3 separate regions of the Sus scrofa genome follow, and regions 1 and 2 are each linked to region 3. The links are chromatin contacts, called in public Hi-C maps. All regions are on one chromosome and are shown on one strand. Each heading gives the region's core, a stretch centred on a gene start, on an enhancer-like site or on the middle of the called end of the contact. The rest is flanking DNA. Distances are from core to core; before and after follow the strand shown.

What was found. Hi-C and Micro-C count contacts between places; a contact is called where the count stands out from the background.
Region 1: a Hi-C map of embryonic fibroblasts shows a contact between it and region 3, with 1.9 times the contacts expected there. The contact joins two enhancer-like sites. A contact is called at or near these places in 4 of 47 Hi-C or Micro-C datasets (embryonic fibroblasts, epiblast stem cells and fibroblasts).
Region 2: a Hi-C map of embryonic fibroblasts shows a contact between it and region 3, with 1.7 times the contacts expected there. The contact joins two enhancer-like sites. A contact is called at or near these places in 2 of 47 Hi-C or Micro-C datasets (embryonic fibroblasts and fibroblasts).

What each region holds. Positions count from the first base shown.
Region 1 is chr2:129,231,444-129,235,723 of Sscrofa11.1, reverse strand. All of the region lies in intron 3 of LOC102158243 (a long non-coding RNA gene), which reads left to right. Among named protein-coding and RNA genes, the nearest start is that of GRAMD2B, 320 kb to the left of the region's middle. Within about 2 kb of position 2,468, at least 4 of the 83 cell types and tissues checked have an H3K27ac peak or open chromatin away from gene starts, as enhancers often do. A contact at or near this core is called in embryonic fibroblasts, where this site is marked.
Region 2 is chr2:128,343,943-128,348,268 of Sscrofa11.1, reverse strand. The region is part of intron 10 of LOC102158243 (a long non-coding RNA gene); the gene reads left to right. Among named protein-coding and RNA genes, the nearest start is that of ZNF608, 190 kb to the right of the region's middle. Within about 2 kb of position 2,443, at least 6 of the 83 cell types and tissues checked have an H3K27ac peak or open chromatin away from gene starts, as enhancers often do. A contact at or near this core is called in embryonic fibroblasts, where this site is marked.
Region 3 is chr2:128,734,445-128,738,574 of Sscrofa11.1, reverse strand. The region is part of intron 9 of LOC102158243 (a long non-coding RNA gene); the gene reads left to right. Among named protein-coding and RNA genes, the nearest start is that of ZNF608, 580 kb to the right of the region's middle. Within about 2 kb of position 2,489, at least 7 of the 83 cell types and tissues checked have an H3K27ac peak or open chromatin away from gene starts, as enhancers often do. A contact at or near this core is called in embryonic fibroblasts, where this site is marked.

The DNA of each region.
Region 1 (4,280 bases), core at 1,219-3,718, 500 kb before region 3:
AGATTCTCATGAGAAATATTTGGGGAATATAAATTCAATAAAGTGACACTATTAATTTAATTTATTATTAAATTAAGTAATTATATTATAGGAGTAACTTTGATTATATTGTAATATATTTTTTAAAAGGAAGCCAGTTTCAAGTTCTAAATCTATAGTAAATAATTATTATTAAACTAATTTATAACACCATTATGTAACAATATAGTTATATGATTATATATAACACAATTATTAACAATTAACTGTAATTATTACTTTGCCAAAAAACTGTGCCGAAAAACTCATTATATTCTTTGTATCTTTATAATACAGCAGTTTTCATACCCCAAAGTAAGAATTACTATTTTTGAAGATGTTTTGTGTTTGAACAGTGAGCCCAGTCTCTGGGTATCCCTTGGATCTGTTATTGATGATAATTCCATATGTATCCCCCATAACACACGTCGACAGAATTTCAAATGTATAGTAGGTTGTCGGCATTCTTTTTCTTATATTGCTCCCTCTCTTTCCTTCATATTAGATTCAAGTTTATTTTTTAGCCTCTTAGTTCATCTGAAATTTAATATATTTTTTCAATGGAAAAGAAATCAATAGCTTTCCTACTAGGCCTTTATGCAGTGATCAGATTGTACTTGATACACTGTACATTTCACCTTTCCTCATTGTTTTTACAGGCAGATTATTTTTATGGCCTAATGGTTCTTTAATAGGCCATAAACACCTTATACATTTTCAAGTTCCCTGATAACAAAGCAAAAGGAGCATGCCAGTTCTAAAAGTCTCAACACCAGTCCTTTGATTAAAGTTTTCAATAAAACAAATCTGTAAGTCATTAAAAAAAAGAAGGGTCAAATTTTGATACTGTCATAATGAAATGTTATTTTTGGCTAAAGGTAAATGCAAACCTAAGGGGTTTCTTTGGTAATCACTGTGTGAAAACAAGACTTACTGGAAATTTTTCCCAAATGGACCAGTGGAACTTGGCACACATTTTTAGGACAAAATCTTACATAGAGCTCTCTTTTCCTTCCTCTGGTCAACTACTGACTTTGTCTTAAGAAAGATAATCCTTATGGGACATTTTATCACAGAACTGATTTTACCTGTAGTTATAATATCACCTTTTATACTCGCAAGGGACCTTTGATTCCACTGCTGTATTTTAAGTAGAAAAATACGAACCAGATGCAAAGACTGCTGAGGTAGAATTTCTTTTGCTCCATTTAGAACCTCTGTTAATTCCCTGTTGTGCGTAGACGTATTAACAGTAGGTGCTTTAGAAATGGAATAAACAATGGTGAGAGAAACTGTTCATAGTATCTTATTATTTGCTAGTGAGTTTTGGCATCATCCTATTAGGAATTGGTTGGTTTACAATGTGTGTGTGTGTGTCTGTGTGTGTGTGTGTGTGTGTGGTGTTGCATACCCGCATGTGTATGTATATATATATACACACACACACATATATATGTACTTTAAAACAAATCTATAAACTTCTTGGAAAATGGGGGGAGATGAGAGGTTGATGGTTTAAATGTCTTTGTGAAGTAAATGCCATGTTTTTCTTTCTCTCAAGGTGAAAAGTGTAGAAATGTATCGCGTTAAATTGTGGCAGAATTTTTAGAAGAACGGGTACCACGTTAATTTTCTTTTACTAGCATATGTAAAACATTTGCAGAGCACTAGTAGAAGCTACACCTGTTCTGAAGTGCCCCAAACCTAAATTTCTCTTGGAAAAAATAGGGCACAGTCTTAGTCTGCAAACAGATTCCCTGTTATGGTGAGTGCCCCTTTCCTGGGCAGCCAGCAGCCTGTTCCATGGTTGTCTGCTGGGGCTTCTGCCAACTTGAACATGGAAACACGGATCAGCTTGCTCTTCTGGGCAGTAGAGCCAAAGTAGCCCCCTCATCCCTTTTTAAAACCTCATTGTATAAAGCAAAATAATACTTGGCTAGTGTGCTCTCTCTCTTTACTCTGTCTCTTTCGGTACATGGTAAGAATGTTCCAAAACAGTGTTGCTTCATTGAATGCCCTGGAAACATACTTTCACGGATGAGAACTAATTTGACATTTTAATTTTGTCCCTTTCTGTTGTTTAGAATTCAGTCAGCTGCAGGGACCTTGCCGAACGCGCATATGGAACATTCATATGTGCTGCTTGATTCTGTATGCCACCCTCATATTTTGAGATTTGTCCATAAAGTCAGCTTGAATTTGATAATATCCTGTCAATTAAACTAAACCTTGTTTTCAAAGCCAAATAGCACAAGTGCCCCGGGCACCTGCAAAAAACCCAGGCACATGGGCTCAAGTGGATAGTTAGGTGTGCAATTACTTGATTTATACACATGTGTGTTTCTGAAATTACAGCTGCAGGGTTTTGTGGTCTCTGTGGGGGTGTGAACAGTTTTGCTGGCAAGCCCCAGTATGCCTCACTTTGGAAATTTGGCTCCCAACATGAATTCCCTTCCCATCACCGATGGAGAACAAAGTCTATTTGTCACTTTTCCATTTGCCTTCCACAGTGATTCAGAAAGAAAACAGTCTTATTTTGCTGCTTTAATTGGGAATTGCTGATTCATCTCACAAGTGCAATCATCTTTGCTATTCATTATATAAACACTACTGTGGATGTGGTAGAAGTTGGTTTGGGGAGGGTGGCTTTCCATCCCCATTACTGACCCAAATACTTGTAAATTTGCTTGAGGAAACACAGTTTTTCCACAGAGCTCTCCTACTTCAACTTAATGTTTGGAAATTAAGGCCTTCATTCAAAAGGAGTTTCTGTTTTTCTTTTGGTTTTGCAGCTATTTAAGAACAATGCTTGCCTTGAAGTTCTCTGTATACTTTTAACCTTTTAACTTTGCTGCGGCCAAGCTTATTACTACTGCAAGCGGACTCAGTCACTCATGATAGTACAACACTCTTGAGACCTTATCCTTGCACCGTCTGGTTGAGTAATTAAATGCAGGGTAGATTTACAGTTCAGTGGACTCACTCATGGATGGGGTGGCAGCTATATCCTCTCTCCCTTTTGAATTTTCAACTTCACACTGCAGCTTTGTATCAGGATGACTGGAATCAAATGCAAAATCAAATATTAAAGAGCAAATAGAGAATATGAAAAGGGGGCACATTGAGAAAAGAGGGACAGGACATCAAAGGGTGTTGCCTTCGAAGCAAAGGAACATTTCTCTAACTTGTGCAACTTTGCAGCTTTGTTAATGTTAGAAAATGCAACTATTATTAGATTGCCTGATTTATAAGGAGATTGAACAAGGTCACTTCAGTAGTAGAGAACTCACACTTTTCTGCAAAACCCTGCCTTCCTCAAGGGGCTTATAGGAACTCAACATGGGTAGAAAAACCACGCCTTTCATGTCTTCTTGGAATAGTCACCTAGAATTATAATGGCTGGAGATTGAAAAGGCCTATTCAGCTCTGGGCTGCAGCCTCCAGGGATGAGGGCAGCATTTTCCCCCACTCTGTAGTACATTTTCCACTGTTTTGTATGGTTTTATTTTAATCGCCTCAGAGCCTTCTTCCCTTCTATGGAAAACTTGTTGCAGACTCTAGCCAATCTTATTGTGAAAGTTATTTTCTTACCAAAAGTTAAATGATATCTCTATTTGAGAAGTGAAAAACTTACAGTAGATGAATAAATATAGGTAAAGATATTTAGCATCCTAACTAGTTTAAACATTGTAGAATGGGGGGAAACTTCTGTTTTTATGCCATAGTGATAATAGTAAAGGTTTTAAAATGACGTTTCTTATAATAAGCAGATTTCTATAATGTATTAGGTGTATGTGAAATTGTCTTTTGAGCTAGTAAAACCGGAAACAAGCATAGGTTTATCAAAGGAGAGAGTAGAGTCTTATTTGATGTCTTTACTCTTGAAATAAAAAAATCCTCTCAATTTCCATTAAGTCAAATATCCTGAAACTCTAGCACTTCCCACTTGTATATTTTTAAATACATAAAACATTAAAAAAATTACTGGTCAATTATCATTTAAGAAAGCCTTATTAATCTGGTCCTTCTACTCTTTGTTTGGCTTACACACACACACACACACACACACATTTTTTCTTTTTATAGCCATACTGGTGACCTGTGGAAGTTCCTGGGCTAGGGGTTGAATCAGAGCTGCAGCTGGAGCCTATGCCACAGCCACAGCAATGCTGGATCTGTGATCTACGCTGCAAGGCCAAATCCTTAATCCACTGAGTGAGGTCAGGGATCCAACCCACATCCTCACAGACACTATTTTGGGT
Region 2 (4,326 bases), core at 1,194-3,693, 390 kb after region 3:
GTTCAATACAACGCTGGTCAAAATCCTGGCAAGTTATTTTATGGATGTCGAGAAACTGATTCTCAAGTTTTATGAGAGACAAAATACCTGGAATATTCAACACAATAATTGAAGGAGAGCAAAGTTGGAGGACTGACACTAAATAATGTCAACACTTATTATAATTAAAAACTTCTGTTCTGCAAAAAATAATGTCAAGAGAATGAGAAGGAATTCCCTGGTGGCCAGGTGTGTAAGAACTCAGCATTGTCACTGCTGTAGCTCAGGTTACTGGTGTGGCTTGGGTTTCATCCCTGGTCAGGAACTTCATGGGTGTAGCCAAAAAAGAGAGAGAGAGAATGAGAAGACAAGCCACACATTAGGAAAAAAATGCATTAAGGAAAAAAATCTTCGCAAAGGACATCAAATAAAGGATTTACCCAAAAATATACAAAGAACACTTAAAATTCGACAATAAGAAAACAAACTGATTCCAAAGTGGGCTGAGGGGATGAAGAGGAGGGTAAGGAAGAGCAGGAAAGGAAGAAGAAAACATTATAACTGACAAGAAAGCAAAGCAAAACAATACCTTTGTCTCTGCAGTGCTGACAGTTGAATGTGCGTCCAGACACAAATCCATGAGACTTTCTTTAGTGCTCTCTTTTATCATTTATTTATTTATTGCTTTTGGGGGCCACACTTGCAGCATATGGAAGTTCCCAGGCTAGGAGTCAAATCAGAGTTACAGCTGCCAGCCTACACCTCAGCCACTGCAAAATGGGATCCAAGCCATGTCTGTGAACTACATCCCAGCTCAAGGGAATGCCGGATTCTAAATCCACTGAGTGAGGCCCGGAATTGAACCTTCATCCTCATGGATCCTAGTCAGATTTGTTACTGCCAAGCCAAATGGGGACTTTATTACTTTTTTAATGGAAAGGTTAATAATACAAAAAACTTAAAGTTATCAAGAAGTCAAATTGTGATGATGACCGTGTTTAAATCAAGTCTGAAGGATAAAAATAGGCAGGGATTTTGGGATTTTGAAAATACTTTTAAGGTATTTAGGAGATTGTCTTTATGTGTAATATCTCCATTCTTAGTGATTCCAGATAAATGATGTGTGACTGTAATTTCTTCCTTGGTTAAATTATAAGCTATTATACATTACACCATGATTGAATATATGCCATTTCAAACCAAGCCCAAGATAAATGACCTATATTTCAAGGTAAGCACTTTACATTTGAAAAGAAGACAACAACCTTGGACTATTACTAAATCTCAGAGCAGAAAGACTGATATATCACATATTCTAAATATCATTGAGTCGAAGGCAATGAAATTTATTATATACTATGAAATTTGAAACTGTATGTGGGCTTTTAAAATGTACTTCATGGTTCAGTACTATTAAGTCCTGATACATCCAGTTGATGCATCACGTCATCAACCTGCCAGGAAGCCTTTGGAGAGCCATTTGTCCCTGGATCCAAATCAAATATGTACCCTGACTGTTAAAAAATATTTTGTTAAACTAAATGACTGAGCAATCTTTGACAGGACTGCCAAATGAATGATGACAACGGTTGACCACTTTGGGCCCTGGGGCCATATTACCAAAAGGAAAAAGAGAAAAATCTGTTCTTTCTAGTCCGATCTTAGGCAGAACAAATGCATTATTCTTTCTTAAGAATTTTGGTTGAGGTCTAAGGTTCTTGCAGCTTTTCATATGGGAATTTAACAGAGTATAGATGTCACTTTTCCTGTGTATTATCTGAAGTGACATGTACTCAACAAATTGGGTGCATAACATTAGTTCTGAAGCAGAACAAAGTTGAGGCGGAATGGAAAGAGGTATGTAGGAGCTTGACTTCCCTGAGTTCAGATTTCAGCTTTACCACTTAGGAGGCTCCTAGTCTTACAGTGGAATAATAATATCTATCTTTTGGGACTGCTGTAAAGGTTAATGGTGAATGTTAAGTGCCTGACATATTGGAGGCATTCATTAAAAAGATAGCTTTTATTATTATTATCTAACAACAACAGTCTTATTCTGAAATTGCTAACTTAGAGGCTAATGAGGATAAACATATGAAAACGATTAAAAATAAGACGATTAAAAATAAGACGATGGGGAGCAGTCAGCTGGGAACTGCAGAACCTGCCTAAAGGCATTAAAAACAATAGTATCAACAGTAATCAACTCACCTTGTCAACTGAACCTATGGTATCTGCCTTTTTGGCCTCTAAACATTAAAATTCTTTCTAATAATGTATTTAGGAAAAGGCATCAGAAATTCTTTTGCCTTCGGGTAACTTTATACTCTAGGCAGGCAAAAGAAGTTTTCCTTTTTTTTTTTTTAACAAATAGTTTCTAAATTTAAGCTTCCCCTCATCCCTTTGACCAACACATTAGTAATTCTACACTTTCCAACACTGTTTTACTCCTCCCCTGCTGATTCAGAAAACATGAGCATTTGGATATTCAAGAGAAGCTTGTTCAGCTTTTCTATCCGATCACCTGAATCTGTAACTGAACCCAGGTTTAGCCGATCACCACTCACAAGCCAGTGATTCGAGAGGCAAGTGTTAATAGGAAGGAAGTGTGCTTTAATCCAAAAGCTGGCAGTCTGGAGGGATGGTGGACTCATGTCCAGAGATCAACTCTGAAGATTCTGCTTAGCCAGGACAGTTTTTAAAGTGAAAAATGGAGGGGGAAGAATCTCAGTGAATCGTGGAGGCAGGAGGTTGGGTTCTGCCGTCTCTTTTGCATGCAGACTGGCTGACTGTTGCCTGAGTCATCTGCCTGCAGGATTGCTTAGGGAGGTGATTGAGAGTAGAGAACTAGTTTTCTTTAGGAAAAGAATCAACAGGTTAGACAAGGCATGGTATGCATTCAGGAGTTTCAATTGCTTAGTGAACCTAATTCATGTAATTAGGTTCTTTTAAGGTTAGAGGGGAACAGAAATGGTCAAACAGGAAAGGAGCGAAAGAACTGCCTGCAGATTCCTGAAGTCAATAGAAAGAGAGCAGAGAGGAGGTACAGGCCACGTTTCCTTTCTTTCAGGAATATGCTGCATTGCTATGATTTTCAAGTCCGAGGCCCGCGACGATGGCTACATAAACGACTATGACTTCTCTAAGACAAAGCCTTAATTTTCAATTTTATTGCATTTCTTTATGTCTTATTACTCTTCCACATTATGTTTTAGGAAAGTTTTGGAAAATACCAAGATTTTACCCATGGGGGAAAAAAAATCCTTTAAACAATTACTCGGGTCTTAAGTTTTAGTTTTTTGGGTTTTTTGGTTTTTGGTTTTTTTTTTTTTCCCAAAAACTGGTTTTCCTCCTGCAACTCTTTCAGAGTTTACTTTCTCACAAAAGATGGGATTTCTGAAAAATTTCCACTGGCAGTAGTCCAGGGCTGTAATTACTTTAAATTAAACCCTCAAGTATTTCCCTTTCTCTTCCTAGCGCCACAAACAATTCCTTCGTCTGAGTGTTAGACTCCGTTTAACTCAGCAAGTTTTGAGAAGCAGTCTGCAAGGCCGCAGGGGGCAGAAATTCAAACTCTGACCTTGAAAGATGTTGCTGGGATCTATGGATGCATATGTTCAACATAGCCCGTAATGCATCCCCCGGGCTCAGGGGAATGTAGGGCACACAGGCGGCCAGAGTGTCTGTGAAGAGAGAAGGGGTTGAGGATGGATCCTGAAGTTGGGCAGGGAGTGAGAGGGTGCTTTTATCGTGGCTAGAAAGCAATTTTAGGCAGCTGTGTAAAATTATTATCCAAAAATGTAAGGATAAAACCTCGATCAGATCAAATAGTTAAAAGAAGTGATTCATAATTCAAGACTCTCATGCTGACTCATTAAGTTGAAAACATTTGCACTTGCCCAGAATTTATTTCATCCTCCAAATATATTTATCACAGTTCAATTTTATGATCTGTCACATGTATGCAAGTCTACCAGCCATAATTATTTTAATGCTACTTAATTTTTTCAAACAGTATCTCTCCAAAGCACTGAAGAGTCCTTGAGGTCAACTCACAATCGGAGGGAAGCAGCAAGAGTGTAACACGTTTTTTTTTTTGCAGCAACATGAATGGACCGAGACATTGTCACGCTAAGAGAAGTTGGTCAGACCGTGAGACACCAGCGTCACATGCTATCACTTACATGAGGAATCTAAAAAATGGATACAGTGAACTTCTTTGCAGAATAGACACTGACTCACAGACTTGGAAAAACTTATGGTTTCCAAAGGAGACTGGTTGGGGGTAGGGGGATGGGCTGGGGGTTTGGGATGGAAATGCTATAAAATTGGGTTGTGATGATAATT
Region 3 (4,130 bases), core at 1,240-3,739:
ACATTCCAGATCCCTCTCCTTTATTTTCAGCCCCTCCCGCTCTCCAATTGTCAGCTAACGGGCTCCATTTCTGATAAAAGATGCTTGACAAAGAAAGAGAAATAAGACATTGGAAAGGAGAAGCCTGCTGCCAGGGTGGGGATTTCTGATAGTTCATTGCCAATAGCTTTTTACAGGAACTTGATCCTGCTGGCGCTGTACCAACTGAAGGGAAAGAATGCGGCGGGGGCGGGGAGCCTTTGTCTTCCGACTCCCACTCCCTGTGAAATATAGGGTTAATATTAGCAATTATTATTAAAATTAGCCAAATGTTATTAAATGATCTTTGTATAGAAGAATAAGTATAGTTTTCCCTTTGGCAGACAATGACATCTGCAGCTCTACATTTTCGTGAAATGACTATACTTAAAAACATTACTTCATTTTCATGGTATTTCTTTTGTGCCTAGGAGCAACCCTGTAATTGTTCACTTCAATTACAACATTACTATTTTAAACTGAAACCCATTTTATCTGCATGCCAGCTTTTTATTTGTTTTACCAACTATATCTATTTCCATTACTGCAAGGCTGATGGTTTGTCTCAAGAGGAAATCAAATCCATTAATTCAGAAATTTCAAGCCCGACTAGCTCTGCCATAAGCAGCATTTCTTATGCTAATAGCAAATGTGCTGAGACTGAAAGGAACTGACATGGCCCTGTTTTTTATCATAACTTAAGCATTTATGTAAGAAGGCAAATCTAATAGTACTAGGAAACTGTAAGTGTTATTATATATAATTCACTTTCCTGAGATCTGGACAGGGCTCTGGTTTGTGTAGCCATGGTTTAAATCAGGCTGCCACGAGACTTTAACTCACCTGACTTTTCCTATTTAGTCGACATATGGTTTCACAACAGATACATCTAGCATGAAACTAGATTGTGGAGTCTTTTTTTTTTTTTTTTTATTCTCGACTTTTTGTCTTTCCTCCTTTAAAGAGGAAAAAGGAGGAAAGAAAAGAGAGACTTTTATCAATGCATGAAAAACCATAGTAATTTTGCATTCAGGTGACATATGAAACTTATCCTTGTAACAGCACTAGCCTGAGACAAACCCGGCCCCATTCTGCTTCATTTTTAATGCACACTGTTTGGGTTTTATCACATGGTTTGTGTTCAGTTAGATAGCTTGCCTCGATAAAATCTGACTCTGACCCAGAAAAAAAAAAAGGTGGGGGGGGGGAGAGAGAAAGACAGAGAGAGATGGCTCCTGATGCCTGCATAAGCTTTTGCAGGCTCTGTGACCTGTTTATGTCAATGGTAAAGTGTAAGAGATTACTATCACAGAACCCCATCATCTTCTGGGATCTAAAAAATACAGAAAGCTCTCAAGGACCCCGATCCGCCTTTGTCACCACAAAGCCCTTCGGTGCTGTAAATCTGTCCTCATTGGAAGCTCTTATACACCAGCCGTCACCGATAAGCTTGGGAGAAGCAGACAAGCTTTTAGGAACTACTGAACCATGAAGTTGACCTGCTTAGGGTTTTGTTGTAGGCTATTAAATCCAGGATGGCCGTTTTAAGATGATTCTACTTTCTTCTTCCCTTGGCCTGGTTAAGCAACTCTACCCCCAGCTCATTATTTGGCTGATTAAAAAAATAAGAAAAAGAATAGAACAACCTGCTGTTTGAGAAGACGACCTTCACACATCCATTTAATGAGAGTGACTTACGCTGACGTCGTTTATGGGCTCAAGCAACTTGACACTAATTTCGCAGCTAAGAAAAGATTTACTAACTGTACATACTGCTCTGTTTTTGTTGGCATGGGTACCATGATTCTTTTCTCCAAAAACAGGCCCAAAATCTTTTGTAAACATGCATTATTTGGTTAACACATTGTAAATGGATCCCAGTTGTGTGGCACAAGCGCTCTTCACTATTATGTAAACAATTATTCACTGAAAGGCTTGCTTTAAATTGTAAATGAATATATTTCGGCTGTAATGTTACTTTCAGGCCTGCCCAGTGGTATAAATCTGGTCATTTGTTTTTTGCACTCTGCCTATTACTAACCAGTTAGAAATGTGCTGATTATTTGCACAAGCCTTTCACACTGCGAGCACAGTTAAATTGCTGTTTTATTTTTCCTGTGTTTGATGAGTGTTAACAAGAGCGCCATTTGAGGAAACCCAAACCAAATACAGCTCTTTAATTGGGGCTGGGGGTGTTTGGGAAAAGCCACCCGGTGAGTAATTCTACTGTTTAAGGCTTGAAAGTTCACCTACCCCACCATAGACTCAAGGCAAGACTAATTAAAGGGGGCTGACAAAAATTCAGTGCCTTTCTCAGGCAACCCAAAGAGCTTGAAATATGGTACATCCAGTTATAGGGAAGTAGATTTACTTGGTGATCTCATTCCCAGCTCTCTCTTTTCAATGCCTGCATTGCCAAGCAGCTCCATGTTTGGGTTAGGTGATTTGGCATTCTGTATCCCTCAGAGGAAGCACAATTTAGAGATTAAACAATATGGTGCTTTCATTGGGCAATGACTTGCCTTTGAAGAGTCTGCTCAGGAGCTGATGAAAGTTCCAGCTGACTCAAAGAGCTTTGTCTTCTCTCTTGTTTTTTTTTCCCCCCTAAACAGTCAATGATTCATTTTAAAAGTTTCCCCATCCCTTGTAGTTTAATGGCATTTCAGTAATGTGCTGATCTGCAAGGCTCTGGAGACAAAAATATGATGACCTCAGATGATCTCCTTGGTGTGAAGCAGAACAAGCATTGTAAGTTTATCTAGCTCCTTTGATAGAGCTGCAAAACTATACTGGCACTGCCTTAGATAGTGCTGACCTGAGATCAAGCCTAGGATAATGGAAAGTGCCCCAGGTTCTAGCCCCGGATTTGTCCCTAACTAGTTCAGTGACTTCGGATGCTCATTTTCATCTCTGTGAGCCTTACCTGTGACATGATAAGATGAGGCAGCATGAACATTATTGTTGTTCCAAAACTAAAATTCTAGGATGCCTGGGGTGCATAATTCTGACTGCCTTTTTGCATCCATAATTAAAGATAAGGGAGACTCAATGGTCAAATTATATGGGCTTTATTAGATAAAGATGAGGCTCTTTGTTTCCATATTGAATATTAAAAAAGGAAATCTGTAGTTTCCTTGTTACTGCAAATGTTGTAGAGTTAATATGAAATAGGTACACTTTCCTCAATACACATCCTTTGAAGCCACACATGCTTGTGCTATCCTTAAGTAAACCACATGAGTCATACATTTTAGATCTAAAATAGTTGATACTTGTATTCTTTCCAGTTTATTTCATATACTCTCTCCTTCAGTGATCAGGATTCGAGCTACCGTTTTCTTCCCGATGTGCTATTTATTTAGGTGTTCTGTTTTACATATTGAATTCCATTTAGGTGAAAGTATGAAAGCAATGGGCACATCGATATATATTTCTGTGAAAATAAACATATAGGCGCCTCCCCCATCTGAAACTTTCTCTTCTCTGGATATTGATTCAGGTTATCATTCATGACAACTGGAACCATAAGCTTTAAGTACAAAAAGCCCATCTAAGAACTATTATTATCACTTTTGCTATAGTGGCAAATATAGGATTTATTCCATTCTTTTGCTGCGCTAAACAGTTTTCTAAATAAGAAGCAGACACACTCCTGAGTATTTCTCTTACCCATTCTATATGTTATGTGTGAAAGTCCACAGAGAAAACGGAATTATTTTTGAATCACATTTGTTTTAGTTAGAAAGTACACTGAATTTTTTTTCAATGTGTGCTTCTTAGGTAGTCCTGAATCCTGAGACTTGGTTCATGTTAAAATTTAGATGCTAGAACAAACTAAGTAGTAGCAATGCCTCCTTTCATCACTCTTCCCATCCACCATGCCTTTCATTCAGTGCTTCCTAGAAAAATAGATATTTCATTATTCACTGTTTCTTTGTCCATGTCTGACCCTGCCAGGCAGACAACTGGCTGTCGTGATTTTACTTTTCAGCTCTCCACTTTATAACCCAGTGTCTAGCAATACCCCATTCAGAAGAGGGAACCATTTATTTCAGGCCAAATGTGTAGAGTATTGATAAAGTCAGCTTAAAGCTGAAATATGTATAGAGCCG